2 separate regions of the Mus musculus genome follow, and region 2 is linked to region 1. A link is a contact called in public HiChIP or PLAC-seq data. All regions are on one chromosome and are shown on one strand. The core of a region is the stretch at or near the end of the contact, and the rest is flanking DNA. Distances in the headings are between cores, read along the strand shown.

Region 1 (6,601 bases), core at 23-2,522:
GTTTGTCTTGTTTTGTTTTGTTTTGTTTTAGTTCAGTACGAGTGTTAAGTTGGAAAGCAGATGTTCATTCTGTAAAGTAGGCAATAATGTTGGCTCTGCGAGTTTATCATTCATTTATCTTGTTCTTTAATCATCTGTTTAAACTTTCAGCATCGACTCTGATGGGACGATGACCGTGGACTGGAATGAATGGAGGGATTACTTTTTATTTAACCCTGTGACAGACATTGAGGAAATTATCCGTTTCTGGAAACACTCTACTGTAAGTCTGCTTTATGGATCTGTAGCTCCAAGCCACAGGCATAGTGCTGATGCAGGAAACACACCTCAAGGGAGACAAACAGAGTTTATTCTGTTTTGAAATGAGGGACCCTAGCCTGGTAACATAGATTCAGGTTGCCCTAAATTCAATGTCCCAACATGGAAATAGTTCCATGAGGTTTTGTTTTGTTTTGTTTTGTTTTGTTTTAAATAGTAACGGGGCAAGCAAAATCATAACTCAGGACACTTTTCAAATACATTGGTAGAAACATCAGATAGATGGCTTACAGCAAAGTAGGGAAATTTCTACTATGGACCTCAGATGTTGTGTGATGATGCTCTTAGCCCTTGTGTTGGTGGAATCTAGGGGTCATTCATGTCTTCCAAAGGGTTTATGTAATAGCCACAAGGATGCTAGGCTACACACAGAGGTGGGCAGTAAATACATATTAAGGGGAATGAAGACAGTTAAGATAGGCTGGCTCTAGACTTGCATGTTAGGCTACACACAGAGGTGGGCAGTAAATACATATTAAGGGGAATGAAGACAGTTAAGATAGGTTGGCTCTAGACTTGTAGCACTGCAAGCTTTCCACATCACTGAAGTTCTGATCAGGCTGTTAGTCTTCACAGTTGCTTATCCTTAATGGAGCTCTGGTTCACAGTAGTTACCACCCAAGAGCATCAAAACACCTTGGGAAGGGTGGCCAAGTCTCAAGAGAGTACCGGGATCTATTTGATTTCTACAGTTCTGTTTATTCTGTTAGGCACAGGATTATAGAATATCTTTAAAGCTCCCCCCCCCCCCCCCCGCAAGGTAGTATAAATACAGCTTTTCTCAAAACTTGGAGGAAGTCCTATCTTGATGAACAAGCTGTCTGGCTCTCATTAGCATGTGCTGCTTCTGCTATGGGGAAGTCTGGTAGTCCGATGACACACATTACCAAAGTCATTCCTGTGCATCCAGATAGCTAAAGATGTTATGGCCTCGGGTCCCTGAACCTTTGCTTATTTAGGCTGCCTTGACTCATTGCCGACATAAGGTATTGCATTACTCACTGAATGCTAGGGAATAACTTTGACTCATGTGGTTGGCATTTCCTGCCAGTTTATACTTCACAAATTTTTTATTGTGATTCTTTCATTAGCATTCTGGCAAAATATATTGGTATAAATTAGGTTTGTCACACAGTCTGTTTCTTGAAGCCTCTGGGGACCTTCTGCAGGCTCTCCCACCCCTCAACCTGTGGATTTGTTCTCTATACTTGGAGGGAAGTGTCTTTGACTCCCACTTAATACTCTGAGAGTTCACACTGTCACCAGTAACAATGTCTACGTTTACACAGAACATCATAAAATCAATTATGACTATACATTTTATACTGTGAACTTTGTATTATATCTTTGGGGATAGTTGTTAACATTTGATGTTATAATCATAAATTCATTTTATTGGGAACAAATGGAAGAAGAGAGAGTTACTACCAGCTTGGTTTATTACCTTTCATTCTTGCCCATAAAGTTTATGACAAGGTCATTTTATATGTGTGGTGCTAGGATCTGGAACATGTTAGGAAAGTGCTCTGTGACCTAGTTATACCCACCACAGCATTTAAATAATTAAGTTGCAAAAACAATTATGTGGGCTCGCTCCTAACAGTAACAGCTCCGACACAAAAAGAAAGTTCTGGGCTTATCTGTTTGCGACTGAAGAACTGTGGGATCTCTTTCCATTCCACCAGGGAATTGACATAGGGGATAGTTTAACTATTCCAGATGAATTCACAGAAGATGAGAAAAAATCAGGACAGTGGTGGAGGCAGCTCCTGGCAGGAGGTGTGGCGGGCGCCGTCTCTAGAACGAGCACCGCTCCTTTGGATCGCCTCAAGGTCATGATGCAGGTGAGCAGCGTGCCTTATGCTCCCTTTATATCTTAGGAAATATTATTCTACCATTACCCCTCAGATTAGTCTCATGTCTAAGTATTTGGTGCTGTCACACTAAACCGTAAATCGTTAGTACTTGTATGTAATGAAATATTAGTCTTTGGTATTCCGTGACTTTAAATGTTCAATTAAAAACCCTTCACTGCTATTATAGGGTTCTCATTAAATTACTCATGTTTTCTTTGATCTTATGACTTGAGAAAGCAGAGGATTTCTCAAGTCTAGAGTTTTGGTGACAAGAATGTAATTTCAAAAGTGATTCTAGATCTAAGGTTAGCAGAAAAGACCTGGGTTTCCAGGCAGAGTTGGCTACTTACAGGCATTGGGCTGGTCATGAGGAGAGAAGAGAAAAGAAAGGATATCCATTTGTGCACGTGACAGGGACCCATTTAATATTCACAGCAGCCTGAAAAGCAGGTGGTTCGGCTTCATTTTGCATATGTAGAAACTCAGGGGGTAAAATTAACATTTCCTTGATGAAAAAGAGGAGATGAAGCACAATAGAGCTTAACAGCCAGTGCCTTGGTTCCTAAACTTCATGTGACCTCTGAGATCTCATGTTTCCTCCATCCCACAATGGGCAGAGTGTCTAACAAGGATGGCTCTGAAGTTTAGCTTATATAAGCACTGGCATATGTCCTAGAAGAACATAGTGGCTGCCTAAGAATGTTTTTATTTTATGTGTATGGGCATTCTGCCCAGATGTATGTATTCTGCCCAGATGTGCGTATGGGCACCCTATGCATGCAATGGCCGTGGAGCCTCTGACACTGGAGTTACAGATGCCGTGTGTGTGTGTGTGTGTGTGTGTGTGTGTGTGTGTGTGTGTGTGTGTGTGTGGTGTGTGGTAGGAACCAAACCTGTGTCCCCAGGGCCGTCCTACAGTTCCTTAAAATGTTTTTAAAGCTGTACAGGCAGCGCTTCTTTTTATTTTTAATTTGTTTGAACAAAATATTTCTGACAGTACTTTAAGTTACCATTCCTTCATGATGCATCCAATTCAAAAATGTGTTTACAAATCTAGCTCTTTATAGAAAATGGGAGAGATTTGATAGAGGCTGTTTTCTTTAGTAAACTGACATCAAGAAAGCACGCATTTTCCCTTGTCATATGTTATCATGAAGTTTATTATTTAAAACAAAATGGATCTGTTAGGATTGTAATTTCCACACACCTGCAGGCCTTTCCAAAGTCTCCTTTCAGGTTTAATACTTCACTAGATGGCCTTATAAAAACACGGACTCATGGTCTTGGTTGATTACCAGGAAGAAATAAAGAAATAAAGATTCAAATCAGCCAAGGATAGGAAGCGCAGGGGCAGAATCCAGGGAAGTTCCAAGTGCAGGCTGCTTTTGTCTATGCCCTGTGCAGCCCTAATGCCTTCCTTTCCTGGTGTTGACATGTGGCATCGCGGTAGTATCCCATGGCTCTTTGCTTTTACCTTTAGGTTCATGGTTCCAAATCAATGAATATATTTGGAGGCTTTCGGCAGATGGTAAAGGAAGGAGGAATCCGTTCCCTTTGGAGAGGAAATGGCACCAATGTCATCAAAATAGCTCCCGAGACAGCTGTGAAGTTCTGGGCTTATGAACAGGTAATTGTTATCATCCGTGGAAATGACTAACAAAAGGAGCTAGCTGACTAACTCAGTAAATGCAGTGCCTTCATGCCTAATACCTCACAAGGAGATTCCTTATGGGAGCCTAGAATTAGATAAACTCGGCGACTCCACACAGCTGAATTCTCGGATTTTTGGATGCCATAAACCCATTTATAGAGGGAGGCAGTCAGCGTAAGCCTGACTTTTCTGCTAGGACTGAGGGTAGAGGGTACATCTCAAGGCATCTTAGCCCACCGTAAACGAACTGATTCCTAGGATCTGATTTGTGTTTTGCCACCACAGAATACCACTGAAGGTGTGATTTAAACAATAGAAACTTCTATCTCACAGTTCTCAAGCTTATGGAGAGTCAGATCAAGGGTCCAGGCAGGGGAGACCCTCCTCCTGGCTTCTTGCTCTACAGTCATATAGCCTGGATGCATAGTTTGGCAGAGTGTAAGCAGGGCGTACGCACCTTCCAATAAGGATGCTAGCTCTATCCTGAGGCCTCAGAATCTCTTCTAAGCATAATTGTTTCCAAAGACTGCATCTCTTAATATCATAGCAATGGTGGTTAGGATTTAACGTAAGAATTTGGGAGGGGCACAATTACCTTATAGTAGATATTAATATGCATCTTCAACTAACTTCCTTCCTTCCTTCCTTCCTTCCTTCCTTCCTTCCTTCCTTTTTACAGTACAAGAAGTTGCTTACCGAGGAAGGACAAAAATTAGGGACCTTTGAGAGGTTTATCTCTGGTTCCATGGCTGGAGCAACTGCTCAGACTTTTATTTACCCCATGGAGGTAAGTACCATCTTGGGCTGGCTGCTTGCTGGCATAGGAACTGTCTAGCTGAACTTGTGTACTAAGTTAATCCAAACTCAATAGTTTAAAGAAGCCTTTACCATCTCACAGTTTGGCAACTGGGAGTCTGGGTTTCTCTGGCTCCAGTTTTTTTTACCACTTCTTGTCAGGGTGTCAGCCAGGGATGCGGTCCTCTAGAGGCTAACTAACGCCTGGGGTGTGTCTGCTTTAAGGCTCACTCTTGTGGCTGCTGCCAGGCCCCACTGGCTGTGGGCTGGAAATCTCGTTCTCTCACGAAAGCCTTTCTAGATGCTCTGTGTATCAGCACAGCATGGTCGCTTGCTTCCTTTATAGTCAGCACCATGAGTGAGAAGAGAGAAAGACTGTGAGGAATGAAAACTGCTGTCTGCTGTCACTTTCACTGTACCCTGCTGGCTACACAGACTGACCCTGGTGCCATGTGGGAGAGGACTGTGCAAAGCAGGGCATCCATCCCTGGAGACAGGACCCTCAGGGGACATATCAGAGGCTGGCCATCACAGTGCTGATGCAGAATATTCCTCTCATTGCTCTCCAGGGAGCTTTTGTCCTCTAACCCCAGTAATGGAAGGACAGTAATACCATCTAGACATCATTCCAGTAAATCATGGGCTGGCTACGGATCGTGGGCCACCTGAGGACTGCTGTGTATAGATAGGCTCCGTTGCTGTTACTCCTGAAGAAGTCAGGGAGAAAGCAAAGGAAAAGCAAAGGACATGTGACAGACCTCACATTTGAGGCTCACCAAGACTGAAACAGTTACTACTTGGCCTTTGCAAAAAGTGTTGGCCAACTCCGGCTTTAGAGCAAAATTAACACTGTAGATGGGGATAATTTTATGGATACAACTAGGATTTCCCAATAACTGATTAAGACCTAAAGCAAAATATAACCTTAACTTGACTCTCTTTGACATACTCATGCCAGTAGATGTGTGTGTGTGTATGTATACATGTGTGTATATGTGTGTGCATGTCTGTGTATGTGTTCATGCGTGTATATGTGTGTCTATGCATGTATGTATATGTGTGCATGTGTGTGTGCGTGTACATGTTTGTGTGGATGCATATGCATGTGCATACATCTGTAAGGGACAGAGGTCAACCCAGAGGTCATTCATCAGGAGACACTATGTACCTTGCTTTTGAGACTGGGTCTCTCACTGGCCTAAGCTCAATGTACAGTCTTGGTTGATTGGCCGGGAGATGCGCCTGTCTTACCTCCCCAGGGATCTCATCCATCCCCAGGCCTGGCTGCTTACGTGGGTTTTTCGAGTCAAACCCAAGTCCTCATGTTGGTGCTGTACGTGCTCTGTAGACTGAGCTACCCCTGAGTCTCTAGAGATGATGCCACACACCCTTCATTTCAACTAAAACTTTCCACCTCTCCACCTTCCGTCCTGTGCTTTGGGCTGAAGTCACTGGAGTCCCCAGTGCCAGCATTCATCTTCCTTGCCAGCTAATTTTATTAGGACAAAAAAAATGATTATCTGGTCCACATTTATTTTTTGTTTCTTGGCAAAGCCCTCCTTCAGACTCTATGAAATAATTGGCCCTCCCTGGCTTGAATGTTAGCCTCTCAGTGGAAGTAACACCCGAATCTATCAACAGACTGCACATTCTCTTGAGAGATAGAATCTGCTAGTGCTTTATAAAGTCAATATTTTTGAATTGTTCGATGTAAAATGAGAATGATATTGTGTTGCATCCTTTGGGAATCTAGGTTTTGAAAACCCGGCTAGCTGTAGCCAAAACTGGACAATACTCCGGAATATACGGTTGTGCCAAGAAGATTTTGAAACACGAAGGCTTTGGGGCTTTTTACAAAGGCTACATTCCCAATTTACTAGGCATCATTCCTTACGCAGGCATTGATCTCGCTGTGTACGAGGTGAGTGAGGGGACAGCAGCACTTCAGTGTGCGGGGTAGGTGGATAGCTGGTTGCCATGG
Region 2 (6,832 bases), core at 2,355-4,854, 180 kb after region 1:
CTGCACCTCTGAGTAGAAACAATGCAGATGTAAGGGGGATACAATCTTGCTTTTATTAAATCTGTAATAGGAACAATGTATGTAACACTTGATCTACAGAGCCTTTTCTTCATCAATGAAGTGTGTTGGGGAGGTGATACATCTTATTACAGATAATATATGTAAAGTATCAAGTAGAGGCCTTCACCCAGTGGGCAGTGAGGAAGTGATGGAGGGTGAAGGTTCCTCATGTGCCATTAAGGAACCATTTTGGTACTCTTTCCTAGCATGATAGAAACCTAAATTTCCATATCTGTACGTAAGAAACAGTTACCAGTATCTTTCAAATCATTCTCCTTTAAAATATTAAAAATTTAAAGAACACAGCTCAGGTGAGAAGCCCATTATATTTTTCTTTCGTTTCTTTTTCTCTTTTTCCTCCTCTTCCTCCTCCTCCTCTTCCTCCTCCTCCTCCCCATCCTCCTCCTCCCCATCCTCCTCCTCCCCATCCTCCTCCTCCCCCCTCCTCCTTCTCCCCCCCCTCCTTCTTTTTCTGGTACTCTATCACTGAACCACCCCCCATCCCAATTGCTGTTTTGTTGCCCCAATTTTAGACATTTACCATCACCTGTTGTAGCTTCTCACTCACCTGAAGAGCCCCACAACTTCTTTAAGTGCCTCTTGTAGGCCTCCTACACCTCCATCTGTCTTCCTTGCCCTTATATACACTTTCTGGATTAATATTTGAGTTTTATGACCTAAAGTACTATTTACATGTTACATGTGATATGTAGCAATTTAAAATATTTGGTCTTTGCTGATGCTCTGTGGATGCACAGGGATGTGTGGTATAGTGAGTGGTGTTTATGAAGCTGTCCCTGTGACAGGCACCACATATATTCATACCTTATATCAAGGCTTTGCAGCTTTTGATGGAAATTTATTTATCACCTGAGGACCTTGATACAGTTCAGGGTCCTACTCATTCAGTCTGGGTAGGGCCTGAGAGACTTTTTTTTAAAATTAGATATGTTCTTTATTTACATTTCAAATGTTATCCCCTTTTCTAGTTTTCCCTCCGAAAATCCCCTATCCCCTCCCCCCTTCCCCTGCTCACCAACCCACTCACTCCCACTTCCTGACACTGGCATTCCCCTATACTAGGGCATAGAACCTTCACAGGACCAAGAGCCTCTCCTCCCATTGATGACTGACAAGGCCATACTCTGCTACTTATGTATCTAGAGCCATGAGTCCCACCATGTGTTTTCTTTGATTGGTGGTTTAGTCCCAGGGAGCTCTGGGGGTACTGGTTAGTTCATATTGTTGTTCCTCCTATGGGGCTACAAACCCCATCAGCTCCTTGGGTACTTTCTCTAGCTCTTTCACTGGGACCCTGTACTCAGTCCAATGGATGGCTTTGAGCATCCACTTTTGTATTTGTCAGGCACTGGCAGAGCCTCTTAGGAGATAGCTATATCAGGCTCCTGTCAGGAAGATCTTGTTGGCATCCACAATAGTGTCTGGTTTTGGTGGTTGTTTATGGGATGAATCCCCAGGTGGGACAGTCTCTGGATGGTCATTCCTTCAGTCTCTGCTCCACACTTGTCTCTGTAACTCCTTCCATGGGTATTTTGTTCAGGCCCGAGAGTCTTACAAGGTCCACAGTGATACTCCTGTCTATGTATTCATTCCAAGTACCAAGGCGTACTCTTTTTTTTATTCTGACAACCCAACGTGGCAAGGGTCACTTCCTTCATTTTATAGGTGAAGAAAATGAAGGTTAGAAGAATAGAAGTTGCCCAAGGTTATCAAAAAGCAGCTTAACTTGGATTCTAAATCCAGGTTTGTTTACTGGTCGGTACACATGATCTGGATTTTGGAAATATTTTAACAGTATTAAGGGATGATCTGATGCTACCTAAAATGAAATGCTTGGCTAGTCTTTGCTTTTTCCTTATCATCTTTCCTCTTTTCCAGCGCCACTTCTTCTTATGCAGGACCACATTTTAAATGGCAAGTCATGTGTGTTTTGTTTGTAAAGATCTATAATGAGTAACATGGCTTACAGTACTTGCCTCTTTTTGATGGTTTTGCATTCTGAGTTTTTAGGAAAGTGGTAGTCAACAGCCAACCCCCCCCCCCCAAAAAAAATCACATGGAAAATTCCAGAAAGAAAAAGTATATATATTTTATACATTCTTTCACGATTTATGATTATAATGTTCTATTTTATTGCAACACTGCTGTTGATAATCTTCGTGCCTAGGATGCACTTTACAGTTTCGGTGATACAGTATTGCTAAGGATTGATCCTCCTGTAGTTTCAGGCTTTCAAACCTATTATGGTCTAGGAAACATTGTGCTATTGATGGACTCCACAGTGTGCACAGAGGAAGTTGCTGGGGACGGATGCATGCGAGGAAAGGAAATCCTTAGGCTGATTTATTATTGTTTAAGGCTGGTTGTGTACACAGCAGGCCACGCTTGCTACAGTCACGCATAAAAGAAGCGAACTTCTGTCCCAACAGATCATGTACTTTTTAAAAGTTACGTTTTGTCCTGTTTATAAAATCAATAAGATCCACAATCGAAAATTTGAGCTACAAATATCTAATGAAACAGCAGCAGCAGCAGCAGCAGCAGCAGCAGCAGCAGCAACAACAGATATAAAATCCCACCAAACTAGATTTCAATTAAAAAAAAAAAAAGACTAGCGAAGAGGGCATTTACAGGGAGTTGTCAGAGTTCAGTGAAATAATATATTACTACAAAAAGCTTATACACCCTTTTCGGCTTTGTAGGGCAGTGGGAATAAAAAAGACAGGGAGAACCTTGCCTCAGTATGACAGAGTTGACATGTGTGGGTGTGTGTGGGGGGGAACTTTCCAATTTTCCCCAGGGTTCTCCAAATATGCTGACCCAGTCTCTCAGTGTCTCGGTACTGAAGCGATTTGAGCTCAAACCTGGTGGCAAGTCACTGACGCATGCGCGCTCTTGCCTCTGTGTCACCGGCCAGTTTTCTTTTTTTCTCAGGCAGGATTTTGAAGATCAGCAAAAGGCGCTGGACTGCTTTAGTGAACAGTTCCAAGCCTGGGAGATATGCAAAACCTACTTCTTTCCCTCTACCTAGGCTGAAGCTGCAATTGTCCCCACGTCACGCACTTTCAAGGTGTCAAAACATTCTCAGAAGAAACTGACTTTCAGGAAGGGGCTGAGGATGGACCTGGAGGAGGCGGGACCAGGGGCCGATCACAAACTTTCCATGCTGCGTTCTCCAGCTGCGCGTAGTGCACATCTCATTTCTCCAGGCTCCCTGTGTCCCAGTTAAGCCTTGGCTCCTCTGAGACCCTCTTAATTTAAATCGCATTCATTGTTCAGGGTGTCCCCGGGGACACCCCTGCGAATCTCAGTGTTCAGCCACACTTCCTAGGAAGCCGCGCCGATGGGCTAATCCCTGGACGCCCCGGGGTTGTGCAAGCTCCACTCATCCGAGGGTTCACGGGCGGGCGGGGGCGCCGGGATCCCCTTTGTGGCCGCCGCCCCAACTCGGCCCGCTCCTCCCCCCAGCCGCCCCGCCCTCAGCCCCGGACCCCCAGCCAGGGCGGCGGGCACGCTCGCACCCGCGCCTCCGGGGACTCGCGGACCGCACAGACCGGCCAGGCGCGCTGGGCATGCTCAGTCGCGGGGCGCCAGGCTCGCCAGTCGGAAGCCAGTGCTCAGCGGAGCCGGCCGGGGCGCACCGAGAGCGCGCGGCACTCGCTGCTGCAGCGGCGGCCGGGCCGCGGCGCATCCGGGCGGGGACCCGAGGCGAGTCCCACGCGGCGTCCCCGAGCCGCCGGCAGCGGCGCCCGCTCCAGAAAGGCAAAGCGAACCAGGGGCCATCAGCGCGACTGGCGTCGGCGGGGCTCTGACGCTCCGCGGCGGCCACCTCAGAGTCGCTGCCCGCCCCGGCCGGGCCGGGTCCGGGAGCCGTCGGACATGGAGCCGTGGAAGCAGTGCGCTCAGTGGCTCATCCACAGCAAGGTGCTGCCCCCCAACCATCGGGTGACCTGGGACTCGGCGCAGGTGTTCGACCTGGCGCAGACCCTTCGCGATGGAGTCCTGCTCTGCCAGCTGCTCAACAACCTGCGGCCACACTCCATCAATCTGAAGGAGATCAACCTGAGGCCCCAGATGTCCCAGGTATGGAGGCCACCCCGCGACCCCGCTGCCCGTCAGAGGCTCCCATTAATCATCCGGATAATTTCTTTGTGTAAATGCAAACATCTAGGTGCGCTCCGCTTTGCCCTGCCTCTCAGTTCTCAGCTTGGGGGCTTTTCCTCACTTGCCTTGAAATGACTTAGCTTCTAAGCAGAACTAATAAAGCCTTGCGTCGGGAGATGGTGTATGGAATCCTAAAGGTTTCTGGGAGGCGGGAAGAAATAAGTTATCCTAGGGCGCGTTTCACCTTTCTGCCCCCCCCCCCCGTGTGTGTGTGTGTGTGTGTGTGTGTGTGTGATAACAAAGAGGGAGTCGGCTCTAAAATAACAATGAGAAGGGATGAGATGAAGCGGTGGGGTTAATTTTGCTTTGACTTATTTTTTGCTTTCATTTGGTCCTCACGTTCTGGAAAGAGGAACTGTGCCATAGATGAGGACTCTAGGAAGTGGAGGGCGTTTGGTACCGTTATCTGCTCAGAGGAAATAAACCAAGAGGGACACAGAGAGCCTTCCTGAAGTTCCCCACCCCGCCCCCTAAGCCCGTGGCCTGTTAGCAAACTGGAAGGTTGTGTTTATAGCTTGTCTGAAAACGTAAGGGGAGCCAGCCCAGCCTCCCTCACCGGTGGCAGGAAGTGAGAAGTTTTGCTGGAGACTCTGCTTTTTTTCATTGGGTCTTGCGATCAGGTAGCTTGGAGGCACTTGGGCTTCTGTGGCCTTAGCTTGGAGATACCTCTTTGAGGGTTCTGATTAAAATCCAGTCCTGGAAGGCACAGAAAGCAGTGGGTTCCTCAGAGACAGCTCAAAAAGCCACATGCAGCCCAGTGCTGCTTATTTTTTGGGCCGGTCGGAAAGTTTCTGTTAAAAGGATGTTCAACACAACTCAGAACTTCTATTTTCTCTTTCACACGCACACGCACATGCACACGAAAAGAAAAAGAAATGTTTCAACTTAAAAGGGGAAGGAAAGAGACCTTTTAGTGACATATTTTAGCACTAGCCCTGTATGATTCAGAGACTTACCACTTACCCAGAGCTGTGTCCTTGCAGAAAAAAGTGATCTTATGCAGTTTAATAATCTCATAATTAAAGCAGGAACTCCCACACTCTGCCCTGGTTGTCAGTATTTCATCAGGGTCGATCCTCACTTCAAATTCTGTGTCCCCTGTTGGTAAGCAGTCTCCAAGGAAAAAAAAAAGCAGATATATAAGTATTGAGTGCCATATGTGTTTACAATAAGGATCAATTATTTTAGACTCTCTTAGAAACCTGAATGATGGGTGATTGCTAATTCTGTGGACTTGCCCACAATTGTGGCAACCATAGATAGTCCTGTGGAGGGCTTCAGTGGTTGTTTCTGTACTGTCTGAGTTAACTGTTAGGAGTAAGGTTGTGCCACGCACAGGAGTCACTTGTTAGATCTCCAGTTCCATTTGATCAGTAGTCTCAGTAGCAGCATGAAGTCTTGTGCTTTGATGCCACGTGCTGTGCATATTTCCTCGAAGTTTAGTTTCTGGAACTTTCAGCAGTTACTCATCAAAGTGTTCTTAATAATCAAATTTCTCTCTTCTTTCTTTTTTCCTTCCTTCCTTTCCTTTTCTAACTGCCTGCCTGCCTTCCTTCCTTCCTTCCTTCCTTCCTTCCTTCCTTCCTTCCTTCCTTCCTTCCTTTTTGGATAGCTGGGCATTCTTTGACATTCAAGTCTTTATTTGACTGCTGACAGTGCATGGGATCTTGTCAAGTGGATTCTCCTCTTTCTTCTCTTAAAATGCATTATCTATAATGTAATCAGTTTGATGACTGAAGGTCATTATAAGCATCATTGATGAAAAGGAGCAGGGCATGATTCTCTAAGAATTCTATTTCCTACTGAGGCCACCACAGTGAACATATCAAGATAGTTAGTTGCCCTTAAGGAATTATTACACTGATATCAATAAACCACCAGATTATAGTGAGGTAAGTAGGGCAGTGAACTGACTCTTCATTAGATTTTTCTTTTGAGTTTTTAAGTCAGTCCATCTCTGAGCTCTCTGGTTCCAAACTCAGTGATTTCTCTTGTGATGAACTTGGGGAGAGGGCTTCTTCTCAAACATGGTCCTGAAAAGCTAGTCCTAAGTGTGGGGCATCTGCTTTTATCTCTGTTTTGGCCCCACTACAGAGAGGTTAAGAGCTAGGTATATACATTTGCATAATATAGACTTTCATTATATCATTAAGGGAGACTTAATAAGTGCTTTTGTGAAATAAGGTGTCATATAACATGCCCACAATACTCAGCACATATGTAGTAAATGTTCATTATTAGCAAGATTACCTAAAATGTTATTTTAGGGTATTAGGATACAGTTAAAAATTTAAATCACAAAGACCTACAGGTTCCTTTGTGCTAGCATCTGTAAATATTTCTGCCTCATGTAACTCCCTTGGGAAGGGCCCTGGCTGTTCCTGGTTATGAGTTTCCGTCCCCATCGGCTGTCTTCATAGAGCATGAGGGAGGAAGAAGCTCTAGCCCTGGTGTGCATGGTGTCTCCTGTCCTGGGGCGTTCTCATTTCTTTCTAAGCACCCACTGTCCCTGTTCCCTGACTCCCTCCAGGTCCCCACCTCTTCAGGAAGGGTTTGCTTGGCTTTCTCCCATAAGTTGCATCAACTA

The links. HiChIP or PLAC-seq counts read pairs in DNA pulled down with a chosen protein or histone mark.
Region 2: an H3K4me3 HiChIP or PLAC-seq map of bone marrow-derived macrophages shows a contact between it and region 1, with 6 times the contacts expected there. The contact joins the promoter of Vav3 here to the enhancer-like site in region 1. A contact is called at or near these places in 12 of 39 promoter capture datasets (the 3T3-L1 cell line, 3T3-L1-derived adipocytes, the HPC-7 cell line and 7 more), 9 of 484 Hi-C or Micro-C datasets (bone marrow-derived DN2 thymocytes, bone marrow-derived macrophages, granulocyte-monocyte progenitors and 4 more), 11 of 115 datasets of contacts at active chromatin or transcription factors (CD8 T cells, DN3 thymocytes, bone marrow-derived macrophages and 7 more) and 2 of 9 other capture datasets (adipose tissue and embryonic stem cells).

The regions. Positions count from the first base shown.
Region 1 is chr3:109,154,844-109,161,444 of GRCm38.p6, forward strand. Slc25a24 (solute carrier family 25 (mitochondrial carrier, phosphate carrier), member 24) reads left to right here. Exons shown (of 10, transcript NM_172685.3): 4 at 151-262; 5 at 2,004-2,162; 6 at 3,655-3,801; 7 at 4,505-4,612; 8 at 6,374-6,541. Among named protein-coding and RNA genes, the nearest start is that of Slc25a24, 35 kb to the left of the region's middle. Within about 2 kb of position 1,273, at least 64 of the 459 cell types and tissues checked have an H3K27ac peak or open chromatin away from gene starts, as enhancers often do. A contact at or near this core is called in bone marrow-derived macrophages, pancreatic cancer cells and trophoblast stem cells, where this site is marked.
Region 2 is chr3:109,337,079-109,343,910 of GRCm38.p6, forward strand. It overlaps Vav3 (vav 3 oncogene), which reads left to right and starts at 3,605. Exons shown (of 27, transcript NM_020505.2): 1 at 3,605-4,164. The coding sequence starts at 3,961.